Regions from separate parts of the Mus musculus genome. Here region 2 is linked to region 1. The links are chromatin contacts, called in public HiChIP or PLAC-seq maps. All regions are on one chromosome and are shown on one strand. Each heading gives the region's core, a stretch centred on a gene start, on an enhancer-like site or on the middle of the called end of the contact. The rest is flanking DNA. Distances are from core to core; before and after follow the strand shown. Region 1 overlaps Eps8 (epidermal growth factor receptor pathway substrate 8). Region 2 has its middle 20 kb from the start of Eps8.

What was found. HiChIP or PLAC-seq counts read pairs in DNA pulled down with a chosen protein or histone mark.
Region 2: a contact with region 1 is called in an H3K27ac HiChIP or PLAC-seq map of embryonic stem cells, with 11 read pairs. The contact joins two enhancer-like sites. A contact is called at or near these places in 4 of 39 promoter capture datasets (the 3T3-L1 cell line, 3T3-L1-derived adipocytes, the C10 cell line and 1 more), 1 of 15 datasets of contacts at CTCF or cohesin (the NIH/3T3 cell line), 8 of 484 Hi-C or Micro-C datasets (the MC3T3-E1 cell line, cardiomyocytes, granulocyte-monocyte progenitors and 3 more), 4 of 115 datasets of contacts at active chromatin or transcription factors (embryonic stem cells, heart atrium, kidney and 1 more) and 3 of 9 other capture datasets (adipose tissue, liver and pancreatic islet).

Annotation. Positions count from the first base shown.
Region 1 is chr6:137,559,186-137,562,791 of GRCm38.p6, reverse strand. The region is part of intron 2 of Eps8 (epidermal growth factor receptor pathway substrate 8); the gene reads left to right. Among named protein-coding and RNA genes, the nearest start is that of Eps8, 88 kb to the left of the region's middle. Within about 2 kb of position 2,026, at least 192 of the 459 cell types and tissues checked have an H3K27ac peak or open chromatin away from gene starts, as enhancers often do. A contact at or near this core is called in embryonic stem cells, where this site is marked.
Region 2 is chr6:137,667,643-137,671,248 of GRCm38.p6, reverse strand. No RefSeq gene overlaps it. Among named protein-coding and RNA genes, the nearest start is that of Eps8, 20 kb to the right of the region's middle. Within about 2 kb of position 1,543, at least 4 of the 459 cell types and tissues checked have an H3K27ac peak or open chromatin away from gene starts, as enhancers often do. A contact at or near this core is called in embryonic stem cells, where this site is marked.

The DNA of each region.
Region 1 (3,606 bases), core at 777-3,276:
AAGGACAAGAGGGTTGGGTGTGTCCCAGATCTGAGCAATAAGGTCCAGGTAGCCAGGAGGGGGACTATAATTTTAAAAGACAGTTGCCAGTGAGGCAGTGGTGGCATACACCTTTAATCCCAGCACTTGCGAGGCAGAGGCAGGCAGATTTCTGAGTTCAAGGCCAGCCTGGTCTACAGAGTGAGTTCCAGGACAACCAGGGCTACACAGAGAAACCCTGTCTCCGAAAACCAGAAGAAAGAAGGAAAAAAAAAAAAAAGACAGTTTGCCACAAAATAGAGGTTAAACGTGGATTGGCAAAATTAAGGAAAAAGAAAGGGGGTTAGTTTAGAAGAAAAGGCAAAGCAATTTTTGACAAAGGAAAAGATAATATATTCTCAGTGTCTCTTTTATTCAGTTGATTTAGGTTTTTTTGTTTGTTTGTTTGTTTCTTTTTGAGACAGGGTTAAACTCTATGTACTTCAAGCTGAATGTGAACTCACTATGAGTCCCAGGCTGGCCTCAAACTACAGCAATCCTCCTGCCTCAGCCTACTGAGTGCTGGGATCGCAGGCATGCACACCGCCATGTATGGCGTCACTGTTGTTCTTGTGTGTGTGTGATAGGAACGCGTTTGTGTGCACACAGGTGTGCATGCATATGGACCACAGACGGCAGGCAGTCTCAGGATTAGGGTCTCACTGAACTCAGAGCACATCCATTTGGTCATTGCATGGCCAGTGAACTCGCCTGCCTCTATTCACACACCACTGGAGCTCCAGGCACGCACAGCCACACCCAGCTCTTACATGGGTGCTGGGGATCTGAACTCACAAACTCATGCCTCTACAGCAAGTACTTCATTGGCTTCACTGTATCCCAGTCCCTGTCACCAGATGCTTAGAGGGTGGCCGATAATCAGTTTGTTGCTATGGAAACAGCAGAGGGGTGCATTTTAAAATAATAAATAGGGTAGAATGTAGATGCTCCCACCAAAATGAAAAGATCAGACAAAATTATCTCAAAATTAGTGAACTCTGAGCACCAGAAACAATCCCCGTCCTGGAAATACCCCCACGGATAGTTTCTTAAGCTCTAATAATAAATAGATAATTGTCTTTGGACTTAGCATTTTCAAAGGTGTTCCCCAGACATTCCACAAGGTCCCTCAGGATCCGTCATTAGGCATTCCTTCATCCTTTTCTTCTCTTGGTTCCAGTCGTTTCCAGTCACTGTTAAAGCCATACTAGATAAACGTTTGGGACATGCCTGGGATGTCCCAGGACTGCCCATACCCACACCAGTGGGCCACTGCTGTGCCATCCAATACTTGCTTCCTCTAGGATATTGCTCTGACAGCTGCTGCTGGGAAGACAGTTCCATAGGATGTTGCTGGTATCCCAATGACAGTGTTACTAACCTGTGTTCCACTTTCCTATTTGCATGTATGTCTTGCTAGCCCAAATGTTCCTACAGGCAGTGAGTGAATCGTGTTTGCTCTGTATGCCTTCACGCAGGGCACGTGTTATAGGCCATACATTTCCCCTAAATGAGGTGGGTTTGGGGGCCACATAGTATGTTTCGCTCTAGAAAATACTCATTCCATGTATAAGCTGCTATTTCTCTCATAGTTGAGAATAGTTGAGAATATTAAACAGGCATTTTTTTTTCTTTTTCAGTAGCTCACTACTGCATCTGTTGGAAGCATATTTCTTCTGTTTCTGGGGACACTGGCTTCTTAGGCCTTTGAGCCCCTAGAGTCCTCCTATTCTGGTGGAATTATCTGATAATTCTTACTTACATGTTTGTGGCATAATATGTGATTGCTCTCAGGAGCATTTATGGTTTAGTAGTGCTTTCTGGGGAACACAACTGTTTAACTTGAAAGAACGAATTCATTTCCATAAGTGCATTGGCATCCACTGTGCAGCTTGGGTAATGGATATGTTTTAAGGAACCAGGGTGACACTTTGTTGACCCTAGAATCACACCAGGCATGCTGGCTGCCTGGTGTACATTTGCATATTTAGTACCTCCAACTGGGAAGGCATTCCTCTTAGCCTGCCTCTGTGAGGGCTCCTTAGTGGATGCATTTGTGCCCATTACACTGCCTGCTCGGCGCTAATCTGAAGGTCACAGTGCCAGGCGCATTTCAGTTCGCGTGTTATTCTGCCTCACCTCCTCGGATTTTCTCACTTCTTTGGAACTAGAAACACATAATCACAGAACACTTGAGCTAATTCCCCGAGAACTTGTTACAGATCGAGCGGGCTTCTCGGCTGCTGACTGGTGTGTAAGAGGATAGTCTTCTTGCTGAAAGTGAAATTCTAGAGGCCTCAGATGTCTGAACTCTTTCCAGGGTGGATTGCTCAAGAGGAAACAAACTGCACGGTCCTGTATAATTGCTTGTTATTTTGAAGACGGAAATGTTATGTGTATTTTTCTTCCCCAAGGGCCCTGTGGAGGACAGGATCCTGCTAGTGTTTTTAATAGATCTGTTTGATACTGCCAATACACAGAACTCACAAACAAGGGAGGCTCATGTCCATTTGGCTGAACAATGAAATACTGCAGAAGGACTCAATTCCTACTGACAGAAAAGTCACACGGGGAGTTTCAGACGAATGTATGAAAGAGACAGGTAGATCTAGGTTGTGTGTGTGTGTGTGTGTGTGTGTGTGTGTGTGTGTGTGTGTGTGTGTGTGTGTGTGGTGGTGGTGGTGGTAGGGGGAACATGCTCTTAACGTCTTAGTTATCCTAAAAGGCAAGGCTCGTAGACCAGGGCACACTTGGAGACTCAGGGCTTGGAGGTTTGCCTTTATCTATCTGTGTTAAAGTCTTCAACTGTGTTTAGCCTGGGTGATGGTGGATCAGGTATTTCTGTGCCATGTGCCTCAGTTTCCTGTAAATAGAGAGAGTGGCACATGCCTCTTTAGAGGATTTGTGATTATCAACCATATTGAAACATGCAAAGATTTCACGGCAATGGTTGGCACACCTGTGGACCTCACTCTTGTTATTTGTTGCTTCTGTAATGGGCTCTGCACAGTTGACTCAGAGAGAACAGTTGCTTAGGAAATAAAGGCACATGCTTGGGGGTCTGAGGAGATAGCTCAACTGGCAAAGCACTTGCAGAGATCTCAGTCTGATGCCAAGAGCCCGTGTTAAAACAAGCTTGTGTGTGCTTGTCATCCCAGCGCCGAGGGGCTAGGGGAGGATGGGTCCCTCAAACTCGTTGGCTGGTCAGTTCAGACTGCTTAATGAAAACCTACTTTTCCTTCACACAGACACAGAGACACAGACTGACAGGCAGACAGGTATGGACACATGTACATACCCCCCTCCCACACACACACATTCACACATACCCCTACACACACATACATCTTCCCCAAACAAAGAGGAAAATTTTCAGAGCTAAAAGCAATTTAAATTTTGGCGGTAAAGACTATCTGGGTTTTTCTTTCTCCATGAGAAATTATGTTATAAAGAGGAAAGCACGTGAGCACCCAGTGGTGTGCTGTCTTAAGTATCCTTTGGCCATGTGTGTTTGGCTGAAAGTCTTCGCCCTCGGAACCAGGCATTGCCTGTTTGAGGAATGCTGTCTGCTTTGAAAGCCAGCTCCGA
Region 2 (3,606 bases), core at 294-2,793, 110 kb before region 1:
CAGCAAGGGCTATACAAAGAAACCCTGTCTCAAAAAACCAACCCCCCCCAAAAAACCCATTTATCTGCTTTTTGCCGTTTATGAATAAACAAAAGTATTAGAACCTTTCCCACTGGGTTTGAGGAATTTGTTTCCTCCATGCTTTACGGCCCAAATCGAGACATATACTCATGGGGCAAGGGCCTATGTTCTCAGACAATAGTCCTGACAGAATTTACAGAAGAGCGCCCCCTGTTAATAATACCTGCGAAGTGTTTCCACCCAAATCCATATGAACAGAGAGCCCGCATGTCATGATTGTGCCCTTATAAGAAAAGAGTTGTCCTCCTGACTTTCTTTCTCAATCCTTCTCTCCCTGTCGCAGATATAAGAGGAGTCATCTGTAAACCAGGAAGTGAGCCTTCGCCAGTCGCCATCATTCTGGTACCCTGGACGTCTAGCATTCACAACTATGAGCAAGAAAGGTTAAGGCCATTCCATCTGAGTTTTATTTTTTTAAAAAGTAGCTTGAACTGGCTGTGAACTGTACCAACTCCTACAACAGCCAACTATCTTGGAAGTGGAATCTTCCCCAGTCAAGCTTCCTCAACAGATACTGGGGTGGCTGAGAGTCACTGCCTCTCCCAAACTTGATCAAATTGCAGATACATGAACTAAATAAATGAGCACTGCTGTTTTAAGTTGCTAAGTTTGGGGTGACTCCGGAGCTGGCTTAAATACAGTTGTGAATATGCCTCAGTATAACAAAAAGCCACTTCAAATAGTGCATTTGCACTAAAACTTTGCTAGTCACATAGTCTCAAAAAAAATGTTTTTGCGTTTGTTTTAATGTTTCAAACAGCACTCACATGCATAATAATAGAGTTGCCTCTTTAACGTTTGGATCTTGCATGCGTGCCTAATAGAAATATAAGCAATTATTTCAGTGAACTCAAATGGAATGGTACATCAACTGTGCGCTGTTTTCAGGCATGCTGGCTGTAGTAATTGAATTCTACCAGTGGAGAACATTACTGTGAAGCTCAGAGACTCGTGGGCTGGTTTTCATTCTGTGGTTTGTACTTAGAAACCACTGATTTGCCAGGGGTAGTAATGCAAGCCTTAATTACCAGCACTGGGGAGGCAGAAGCAGGCTGATCTCTGAATAGGCAGGCTAGTGCGTTATGGTTTGCATATGCTTAGGCTAGGGAGTGGCACTAATTGGAGGTAGGGCTTTGTTGGAATAGGTGTGTTACGGTGGGTGTGGGCTTTAAGACCCTCATCTTAGCTGCCTAGAAGTCAGTATTTTGTTAGTAGCCTTCAGATGAAGATGTAGAACTCTCAGCTCCTCCTGCACCATGCCTGCCTGGACACTGCCATGCTCCTGCCTTGCTGATACTGCACTGCACTTCTGAACCTGTAAGCCAGCCCCAATAAATGTCCTTGTAAGAGTTGCTTTGGTTGTGTCTGTTCAAAGCAGTAAAAGCCCAAGAAGACCTGTTCTACATATTAAGTTCCAGGACATCCAGGGATACACAGTCTCTGGGCGGGGATAGGAGTGGGAACTAAAAAGCAAACAAACAAAAAAACCCAAACCTATGGATTTAGCAAAATGTTAAGACAATAGAGTAGACTCAATAACAAAGAAACTTAAAAATGCCCTGCTGTGGTAGATTGAATGAGAAAGGCTCCCATAGACTCAGATTTGAATAGTTGGTCACCAGGGAGTGGCACCATTGTAAAGAAATAGAAGGTGTGGCCTTTTGAGAGGAAATGTGTCACTGAGAGTGGGCTTTGAGGTTTCCAAAAGGCACTCCAAGCCCAGAGTCTCTCTCTTCCTGCTGCCTGTAGATCCAGAAGTAGAACTCTCAGCCCCTTTCCCAGCATCGTGGGTGCCTGAGTGCTGCCATGCTTCCTGCCATGATGAAAACGTACTGCACCTCTGACACTGCAAGCCACCCCAATTAAATGCTTTCTTTTCTAAGAGTTGCCTTGGTCATGGTGTCTCTTCACAGAAATGGAACATTGACTAAGGCACACTTGCTTACTCTTTTTATTAATTTTCTTATTATAGTTGACTATGCCCATGAATGTGTGTCTCTGTGTGTATAGATGAGTGCAGGTGCCTACAGAGGCCAGGGGCTTCAGATCTCCTAGAGCTGGAGCCAGAGGCTCTGAGCTGCCTGTTGTTGGTGTTGGGAACCAAACTTGAGTCCTTTGCAAGAACAGCTATCTCTCCAGTCCCTTTGCTTGTGTGTGTGTGTGTGTATTATTGTTTATTGGGATCTGAAATAAAATCTATATACTTAGTGAATGTGACTTTAACCATGATTGAATAATAGAAAAATTTTTATAATAATTGTGTAAGAAGCAGTACTTTTGAATATCCACAGTCACTTGAAATATGTTGCTGGAATACATCAAGGCCCTGGGAGAGTCAAGAGTGGTTTCTGCAGTGGGGACCATGCTGGGAGCAGCTTGAGCCTCCATCCTTACTGGGGGTTCCAATTTGGGTGTGTGGGAACCAAATGTGGCCTTTCTCAGCACAGTTTGGTCTTGGGGACTCTGAGTAGAGGCAGGCAGGAAATGAAGAAAAGACAGTGATAGAGACACACTCTAGCAATACAGAATCAGGCGGGTTATGTGCCATTAGATGGAGCTACACCTGCTGCTGACTGGAACTTCAGTAGTTTATATGTTCAGCACAAAAAGAGGCTTTAGCCAGTCACAGTAGGAGGTCTCTGTTTCCAGCCTATTTTCTGTCTGGGAGGAGGAAGCTGCAGTTGCTCAGTTTGTACACACGGATCCATCATCTTTAAACACTCATACTTAGGCCAGAGGAGGAAGGCTTTGCCAATTTCCACCCTGACCCACGTGGAGAAAGGCTTTGCTGATGTCCCATGGCCCTGGGGCATTGACCCTTGTTATAGCTGTGCCTATGTCAGCAATACAATCTCACTTAGGGCTTTGTCCACTTCCTACGGAGCAAGATGGGACATTGAGAAAAGGCATCCTCCTCAGCAAAAGAGAGAGGCTGCCAGGCAAAGTAGCTCCTTCCTTACTTCTTCACAGTATCTATAGGCTGTAGAGCAAGTGCTTTAGCCACCTTGCAACCATCAATCTGGCAGAGGACAGTGGTGGGAAGGAAGTCTCCTTTTTTGAGGTAGACTCATGTCCCACAGCCTGGCCTCAAAGGACGTCACCAAGGATGATCATGAATTTCTGGTCCTTCTGCCTCCCCTTCCCACGTGTGCCACTGTGCCCAGTTTATGGGCTATAAGGATCTAACCTAGAGCTTCCTGCTTTCCAGGCAAGCAAGTAGTAGCTGAGCTACTCCCCAGGGCCTCCGTTACCTTTCTTTCTCAAGTGGTCCTCTCCAGCCTTCTGTTTGAGTGAAATAACTACATGACTCACTTGATTAAGCAAGCTGTAATGAGGACTTCTGATGTAAAGGGTCTGAAAGTGCTTTAATTATGCTGTAAGCCACCTACACAGCTCCTGAAAGAGTGATGTTTGGTTATTATCTCAGTAAGTAAAAACTCGTGTGTGTGTGTGTGTGTGTGTGTGTGTGTGTGTGTGTGTGTGTATAGGAACCTGAAGCTCATAGTCCAGTGTTTATCAATTGCT